Regions from separate parts of the Oryctolagus cuniculus genome. Here region 2 is linked to region 1. The links are chromatin contacts, called in public Micro-C maps. All regions are on one chromosome and are shown on one strand. The core of a region is the stretch at or near the end of the contact, and the rest is flanking DNA. Distances in the headings are between cores, read along the strand shown. Region 1 overlaps LMOD1 (leiomodin 1). Region 2 holds the start of TIMM17A (translocase of inner mitochondrial membrane 17A).

What was found. A called contact is a pair of places that touch in the nucleus more often than the background predicts.
Region 2: a Micro-C map of ear pinna shows a contact between it and region 1, with 3 times the contacts expected there. The contact joins the promoter of TIMM17A here to the enhancer-like site in region 1. A contact is called at or near these places in 3 of 6 Hi-C or Micro-C datasets (ear pinna, psoas muscle and an unstated tissue).

What each region holds. Positions count from the first base shown.
Region 1 is chr13:17,808,744-17,813,079 of mOryCun1.1, forward strand. LMOD1 (leiomodin 1) reads right to left here. Exons shown (of 3, transcript XM_017347865.3): 2 at 3,362-4,336; 3 at 2,021-2,721. The coding sequence ends at 2,695. Among named protein-coding and RNA genes, the nearest start is that of SHISA4, 7.0 kb to the left of the region's middle. Within about 2 kb of position 2,153, at least 3 of the 8 cell types and tissues checked have an H3K27ac peak or open chromatin away from gene starts, as enhancers often do. A contact at or near this core is called in ear pinna, where this site is marked.
Region 2 is chr13:17,856,867-17,861,169 of mOryCun1.1, forward strand. It overlaps TIMM17A (translocase of inner mitochondrial membrane 17A), which reads left to right and starts at 2,886. Exons shown (of 6, transcript XM_002717598.4): 1 at 2,886-2,963. The coding sequence starts at 2,938. It overlaps LOC108178224 (a long non-coding RNA gene), which reads right to left and starts at 2,788. Exons shown (of 4, transcript XR_011381330.1): 1 at 2,654-2,788.

The sequences.
Region 1 (4,336 bases), core at 903-3,402:
GGGGTCTGGGAGGCATAGATGAGAAGGGGGCGTTCTTATACGGAAACAAACAGGTGTGGTGGGGCAGCCAGGGCAGGTGCCGCATGGTGCTAGGGCAAGGCTCCATGGAAACAGGTCCAGAGGCCCCAGGGAGGAGGAGGGGTGGGGAAGGGAGCCCCAGGATGCAGAGCGGCGCGCCCCTCCCCGCGGGCTTCCAGGCCTAGCCTGCACCCAGCTGACCTCAGAGCCCGGCACTGCGCAGGGCGCTCCGGACCAGACCCGCGATCGTGGAACGGAGCATGCTCGCGGGTGACGTCCCCGGCCTGGAAGTGGGCCGCGGGCGTGGCAGAGACCTGACTGTGCCCCCCCGGGGCCGCAGCTCCTCGCACCCCGCGACAGCGAGGAAGGCGGCGACCTCGGCCGGCCGGGGTCTAGCCTCGATCTTGGTGCTAGCCTTGGCGCGTGCCGGCGGGCAGGTGGAGGGAAGGAGCCCGGGGCAGCGGGAGCGGAAGGAGAGGCGGTTCCACGGGGAGGAGGGGCCGGGCATGGCCGCGGGGCGGGGCGCGTAGGTGTTCGGGCGCCGGGCTCGGGTCGGCGGGGTGGCCCGCTGGCGGGAGACCTGAGCTGGGTCCAGATTCATCCACCTGGACATTTGCGGTCTTTGAAGCGGGTGTTCTCCCCTGTGAAATCCAGGCGCCGGGCGAGGGCAGACCCCGTCTGGCTCTTTCCCAGTGGGTTTCAGGAGGGAAGCCGGACAGTCTGCCGGCGCGGGTGGGGCAGGGGCGGCGTCGGGAGCAGGAGTGTGGCCCCTTCCCAGCTCAGCGAGTGTCCGCCGTGCGCCGAGCCCGCCCCTCGGCGCCCCCCAGACAGCCCGGAGCCCCCTGACCGCCCTTTCTCCCTGCCTGCTTCCTCGGATGAGAGCCCGGGACGCGGCCGCCTCCAGGTGGCGCTGCGCTCCCGCCTCAGGTTCAAATGCACCGGCGGACCGATGACATCACCCCACCGCTAGGTCCCAGGAGTGCAGGAAGGGAACAGCAGCTCTTGCTGCTTGGGAACGGTGGGGCGTGGCTTTTCCCTCCGGCTAAATCCTGCGTGGAGTCTGGCAGGACTTCCTAAGGTGACAGGTTCCTTTGGAGCTCCGTTGTTGGGGTTCTGTTAGGGCTTCCCACGCCTTCCTAAGACACCATGGGCAGTCTCTTTGGGGCAGGGGAGGGGGACTGCGAGGTAGGGTTAAAGGCCTGAGCTCTGCCTGTGGCTGTGGGTAGTGGGCGGCGCTGACCCGGCTTGGTTCCAGCTAACACCCTTAGCCTGACAGGAGCCAGCAAGGTTCTCCATCTCCTTGCCCAGACACAGGTTACGGGGGTGCAGGGCGAGAGGGTGCAGAGTGCCCCTGGGGTCTGGGTCCTCAGGCCTGTCCAGACCCAGCAAGGGCCCCGACCCCACCCCCAAGATGGAGAAGCCGCGGAGGCAGAACAACCTGCAGTGGAAAACACATACAGGTGGCGGCTCCCCGGTGCCAAGGCTGCCACGCATCCTCGTGCCAGGAGAGCCGGGAAGGTGCCTTTGACATGCAGCAGACGGTGGGCGTGCAGGGCAGTGCTGTGGGGCCAGAGGGCGGCGGTGGCGCAGGAAGTGAGCTAGGACCCGCGGGGAGGACCGGGGGCCGAGTAGGCTCCCCACGCCGTTGCCCGGCTTCTCTGCTGCCCGGCTGGCCTGTGACTGCTGTTAGAGGCTGGCCCCAAGCCCACGGCAGGAAGAGTCACGGAAGGAGCATCCTTGGAACAGGCCTAATATAGGCACCCCGGGCCGGCCTCCACCCCGCCTGCACCTCCGAGCCCAGCTCTGGCCGTGGACGCCAGGCAGCAGCACGCTGCGGGAGCAGGCCTGGCCTCCTGGGCCTGGGCAGCCGGGGCGGGCGGGCGGGGAGTCTCCGCTCATTTCCTGGTCAACTCGGCAGGCACGGCAGGGCCCCTGAGCTTCTAGATTCTTCGAGGGTGAGCATCAGGGCCCTGGGCATAGCAGAGAGGTGAGGCACAGCCAGTCACGGCTAACGGCTTGTATATATTATCAAAATCTTATGGAAACAGATACACAGCTATTTATACAACAGCAGTGGGTGTGCGGCAAACATCGGCTTTGGCATCGAACCTTCTGGTCCGGCTGCTGCCTGCCCCTCCCCTCCCGCTGGAACCCGCTCCCCACCAGGCAGGCTGTCCCCGCCAGGGCTAACCAGAGGGAGGCTGGGGGGCTCCTCAGCCCCTCCTGCTCTCCTGTGGGCCCCCCACCCTCTCAGACCTGCCACTGCCCAACAGCTTTGTCCGAGGGCTCCTCAGAGGTCTGAATCCTGGCCCTGGAGGGCGGCGGGGCTGGGGTGGGCGTGGCCGTGGACACAGCTTTCCTCTCGTGGCTCCTGGGCCTCTTGTGGCTGCCAGCCGTGCGGGCCCCGGGTGGTGCCGTCTTCTCAGCGATGAGCTACAAGGGCTCTTCTTGCCTGGAACCCTCAGCTCCAGGTACACAAGCGGTTTCGGAGAGCCTCAGAGATAAGAACAGGAAAGTGGGGAGAGACAGGGCATCCTTCCTGGAGCGTGGCCCAGGCCTCGAGCTCCCGCATGGCGGCAGCAGCGGGGCCGGGGTGGGTGGGTGGGGGCCGTGTGGCCCTGGGAGGTGAGGCCCGGGCGGTCGTGGCGCGGGCAGACGGTGCCCGGCTGCCTGGTCCTACTGCAGCAGCTTGGGCACTTCCACCTGCAGGGGCAGAGCACAGACAGGTCAGAGGAGGCTGCAAGGGGCCCTCTGCTGCCCCCTTCGGCTCCTCCCCCGGAAGGGCGGAGCCCCGGCCTCCTCGGCCAGGGGTGCCGCCCAGGCACCATGTCCCCTTTCCTGTGAAAACTGGACGCCGTCCATCCCCTGGCCCTGGGGCCACAGCGGAGCTGGTCCTGAATGCACGGCGCCAGGGCTGGGGCACAGCACCAAGGCCGCTGTCAGCAGGCAGGGCTTCCGGGCACCAGGTGCCCAGCCCAGAGACGGCGCATGCGTCCATGGCACAGGCTCCACAGAGGCAGACTCTCCTTGGGGGAGCCCGACATGTGGGGCTTGGCTGGCCCTGGGAGAGGGTTTGGTAGGACAAAGAGCATTTTTGTCTCAGGGAATGGAGAAGGCTCAAAGGAAGGAGGGCCTGAGGGGGACAACTCTGCCGAGGCTGCAGGAGGCAGACACGGCGGGGCGGGGGGGCGGGGCGCAGGGGAGAGGCTGGAGGACCCAGAGGGAGACACGAGTGAGGGCCGCCTGGAGGTGGGGGCCTGGCTTCGTGCCTGCAGCCTGACCTGAGCTCCCCCGCGGACCCCTGCCCACCCAGCCCGTGGCCCCGGCCCACGAACACAGCTACCTTCTTGAGCTGCTTGAGGTTGCTGGAGCGGATGGCGGCCAGCAGCTGGTCGCGCGAGTTCTTCTCCTGGGCCGGGAGCACCTTGTCCCCCATCTTCCTCTGCGTGGCGGGCGAGAGGGAGTTCTTCAGGTTCTCCATGATCAGGGGCGGAGCCAAGGGAGGGGGCGGGGGCGGGGGCGCGGCCGGAGCCCCCCCTTTCTTGGGCGAGTTCTTGGGGGAGGGCTTGGGGGAGGGCTGGGGCGAAGGTCTGGGGGAGCCCTTGGCCAGGGCCCCAGCCTTGGGCACCTCCAGCAGCTCCCTCTTCTCTCCGCTGGCCTCCTGCGCCTGCCTCTGCTCCTGCAGCCGCTTCTGCCGCTGCTTGTCCATGTTGCGGCTGAGCAGGTTGGTGACGGTCATGCGGGGCCCGGCCAGCTCGAAGTGGTAGCCCAGCTTGAGCAGCGTGGTGTTCTCCTTGAGCAGCTTGGCGATCTCCATCTCGGTCTTGCCGCCGCAGATGTGGCGCTGGTTGTGGAAGCGCAGCTCGGTCAGCGTGCTGTTCTGCAGCAGCGCCCGGAAGATGGCCAGGATGCCCTTGCCCGTGATGTGGTTGGAGTCCAGGTTGAGGCTGGTGATGGTCTTGTTGGCCTTGAGCATGATGGCGATGGCGAAGGCCACGTGGTCGTCGGCGCGCGTGTTGGCCAAGGCGAACACCTTGACCACGGTGTTGAACTCCAGGGCCTCGGTGAAGCGCACCAGGATCTCGTTGGTGATGCAGTCCGAGTTGTTGACGTTCACCTCGGTCATCTCCGGGTCGTTGTTCTTCACCCTCTCCAGCGGCTCATCGAATATGCTGGGAGCCGCCTCCTCCTCGGCCTTGGCTGGGGCCTCAGCGGCCTTGGGGGGCGCCGTGGGGGCCTGCTTCTCAGGTGCTTTGGTCTTGCTCTCGTCCTTGGCCTCCTTTCCGGCGGGGGACGCTTCTGTCTGGCCTTCCTCCCC
Region 2 (4,303 bases), core at 1,636-4,135, 49 kb after region 1:
ACCCAGAAGGGGCTCCTGGCTCCTGGCTTCAGATAAGTACAGTCCTGGCTGTTGTAGCCAATTGGGGAGTGAACCAGTGGATGGAAGACCTCTCTCTCTCTCTCTCTCTGGCTTTCCTTCTCTCTCTGTGTAGCTCTGACTTTCAAATAAATAAATAAATATTTAAAAAAATATCTATTCAGGGGCCAGTGTGGTGGTGTAGTGGGTAAAGCGGCTGCATACAGGCACTGGTTCAAGACCCTGCTGTTCCTCTTCCGATCCAGCTCTCTGCTACGGTCTGGGAAAACAGTGGAGAATGGCCCAAGTGCTTGGGCCCCTGAACTCATGTGGGAGACCTAGAAGAAGCTCCTGACTCCTGGTTTTGGATCAGCCCAGCTCCGGCTATTGTGGCCATTTGGGGAATGAACCAGCAGATGGAAGACCTCTCTCTCTACCTCTTAAAGAGATAAATTTTTAAAAAAAGTATTTGGGCCGGCGCTGCGGCTCACTAGGCTAATCCTCCGCCTTGCGGCGCCGGCACACCGGGTTCTAGTCCCGGTCGGGGCGCTGGATTCTGTCCCGATTGCCCCTCTTCCAGGCCAGCCCTCTGCTGTGGCCAGGGAGTGCAGTGGAGGATGGCCCAGGTGCTTGGGCCCTGCACCCCATGGGAGACCAGGAAAAGCACCTGGCTCCTGGCTCCTGCCATCGGATCAGCGCGGTGCGCCGGCCGCAGCGCGCCAGCCGCGGCAGCCATTGGAGGGTGAACCAACGGCAAAGGAAGACCTTTCTCTCTGTCTCTCTCTCTCACTGTCCACTCTGCCTGTCAAAAAAAAAAAAAAAAAAAAAAAGTATTTGTTCATTTGAGAGGGAGAGAGAGAGAGTTGTTCCAGTGGAAAGTGAGCCCAGAGTGAGATGTCTGAGGCCGCTCGCTGGCCTCTGGAGCAAGGCCTCCCAGAAGAGCGAGGTCCTTCAGGACAGGGGCTGTGAGGACCCAGGAGCGGGGACCAGTGCTCGTGTCCGGACCTCTGCTTGTGAACTCTGAAACTCGGTCTCTTCCCTGTGCAGGTTACCGACTGATGTGTCCGCATGGGCCGTGGGGTGCCCAGATCACGTGCTCTTGCCAGGGGTGTTTCTGAGGGTCTCTGGCCGAGAACAGTGGACTCAGGAGGACAGACTGCCCTTCCCAGTGGACCGGAGCAGCAGGCAATCCACCGAGGGCCCGAGTGGGATAAATGGCTGAGGAAGGAGGATGTGCCCTGATATCGTGGGCTTCCCTGGGCCCCGGGCCTTTGGTCTTGGCCTGAATTCTACCGCTGGGTCTCCAGCTTGCAGAGACCGCTCACGGGACTTCTCAAACTTCGCAAAGCGGGGAGCCAATGCCTCATAACACTCATAACACAGAGCTACCCAGCATCTGATTGGCCGCGTCCCTCTGGAGATCTGCGGCCATCCCTGATTACTGAGTCAAAGGAAATAAACTCAGGACAGTGCTGTGGTGCGGTCACTTCAGCCACCGCTTAGGACACCTGCACCCATATCACAGTGCAACCGGGAGAGCGCTCTGGCTCTCTGCCTTGCAAATAAGTAAAAGAAAATGAAATTTCAAAAAATTAATTTTAAGGGCAGGTGTTTGGCACAGTGGTTGATTCCACTTGGGATACCTGTATCCCACATCACTCTCTGAGTTTCAGTCCCAGCTATTCCCCCGAGTCCAGCTTCCTGCTAACAACCATCCTGGGAGGCAGCCGATGATGGCTCAAGTACCTGGATCCTGGCTGTGGCCTGACCCAGCTCCACTGTTGCTGCAGATGGAAGATTCTCTCTCTCTCTCTCTCTCTCTCTCTCTCTCTCTCTGCTTTTCACACAAATGAATACTTTTTTTAGGCTTTAGAAAAATACAACAAGCACAGGTACATAAACCAACACTGCCCACCAAGGAACAAGAACAGCTAGCAGCACCGCCAAGGGCTTGCTCTTTTATATGGAAATCTGGTCAGAGCCAGACAACCAGAGGACTGGGTAATGAATATGGAATAAGCGCTCAGGCAGGTAGCAAGCTAAAGGATGGGCCTGGTGAGACCAGGAAAAACATCCCCGGCCCCCGCGCAGGGGCTCACGCCCACGGGGCCTGGGGGCCCTGGTGAGACCAGGAAAAACATCCCCGGCCCTCTGCGCAGGGCCTCACGCCCACGGGGCCTGGGGGGCTGGCTGCACACGCATTCCCGCTCTGGGCTTCCATGCTACCCCTCTCCCACAGCCTCTCTTCGGCCTGCACCATTCATCAGAGCGTTCTCAATTACGCGCACGCGTTCCAACAGGCCATGCGGCCGACGAGGTTGTCCCCGCGTTGCTGGTAACCGCCAGCTCTGCGGCGCTGGGTTCGCCTCCCTGCCTCACCCCCAAGCTTCCAGGGGGCTCTCACGTCGACTGCAGAAGCGCAGAATGCAGGCGAGCTGCCCGAACCACGGGGCTGGGCCCACGGGAGGGGAGCCTTGTCCCGCAGGTCGAGGGCGCCACCCGCACCTGCAGCTCGCACTACAAAGGACCGAGGCGCTGGCTGCCCTGGAGGCGCGGCGTGCGGTAGCAGGACCTCCCCATCCAGGGGTTCAGAGTTCACAGCACAAGTGCCGAAACGGAGAAACGGTGAACCCTAGCGGAGTAACACCAGGTTTACCTCAGGCCAAGGCACCTCGGGTGACTGCTGTAATAAGAACTCCGTCACTCGCTAGCTCCCCGCCCACAGGGCGCGAACCCGCCGCCTTCGAGGACTTGGGCGGGGCCAGAGCGGCCACGACAAGGGCCCCGCCCCGCCCACATTCTTCCCCGCTCCCATTGGCTGCGGCGGGAAACCGCGAACCAATCCTCATAGACCTTAACGCCCCCTCTCGGGATCACTTCCGCCGCAGGGGTCAGGCTCCACCCAGTTTGCCCGGCATCTCTCGCGCCACTGGAGTCAAGATGGAGGAGTACGCTCGGGAGCCTTGGTGAGTCTTTTCCGCTGCCCTTGCCTCTCTTTACGCCCTGCCCACGGCCCTCGTTCTCCCTTTTACAGCCTCCCAGGGTGCCTGCCGAACTCCGCCGCGGGCTTCTGGACATGGGCAGTCGGGACTCGAACGGCCCGTCGGCTTCCCGGTCCCCGGCCGCGTGAGCCTCGCCGCACCCGACCCAGCGCCTGGGACCTGGCCGTGGGTGGGGAGGAGGTCCAGGCTTGGGCTTGACAGGGCCTCAGAACGTCCTCCCAACGCAGGGCGCAGTGGACCTCGTGTGGGGCCAGTAGCAGTCTCCTGTGCCCGCCGAGGTGACCTTGGGCACGTCCCTCTGCTAGGGAGGAGATAAGCCTCGAACCAGTGCCGTTCTGGGGCCTTGCAGACGGGCGTTACGCAAGGTGTTGGGATGAGCTTCAGTAGGACAGAGCCTCGATTTCTTGCTTGGAATTCTCCCGTGGGGAAGGGGGTGGGCTTCACAAGATTATTCGGAAAATAGAAAAAGCGTGTGTGCTCTGGACAGCCATGAGCAGAGACTCGTTCATTAATTCAGCGTTCATCGGGTGCAGGTTCTGCGCTGGCGCTCGGGTAGGTTCAGGGAACAGAAGCTTAACTAAGTCAGCAGAAACCGTAATTATGGAGCGTGGAACCGCTGTCAGAGCCTCACCTTGTTCTTTGAGGGCCTAGGTGAGGAATCACTCTTGGTGTTTGGGTTAGGCACCTGTTTACTGTGTGAGGGCTGGAACCAAGGTGTCCTCAAGCTGTGGAAGTGCCCGGGCCTTTAAATGACTACCTGGTAGCCCTGTGGTCTGCTTCATGCCGCCCCCCACCCCATGTATAAGACGATGCAGCCCCTCCTGCTCTCTTCAAAGGCCTCCTAAGCCGGCGCCGCGGCTCACTAGGCTAATCCTCCGCCTTGCGGCGCCGGCACACCGGGTTCTAGTCCCGGTCGGGGCGCCGGATTCTGTCCCGGTTGCCCCTCTTCCAGGCCAGCTCTCTGCTGTGGCCAGGGAATGCAGTGGAGGATGGCCCAGGTGCTTGGGTCCTGCACCCCATGGGAGACCAGGATAAGCACCTGGCTCCTGCCTTCCGATCAGCGCGGTGCGCCGGCCGCGGTGGCCATTGGACGGTGAACCAACGGCAAAGGAAGACCTTTCTCTCTGTCTCTCTCTCTCACTGTCCACTCTGCCTGTCAAAAAAAAAAAAAAAAAAAAAAGCCTCCTAAATCCTGCTCAGATGCGCAGACCTCAGCACACCGCGAACTGCTGTTGGATGTGCTGCAGAGCGCAGGTTGGCAGGGAGATAGAAGATTTGACATTGCTGAGTTAGATATCATAAAG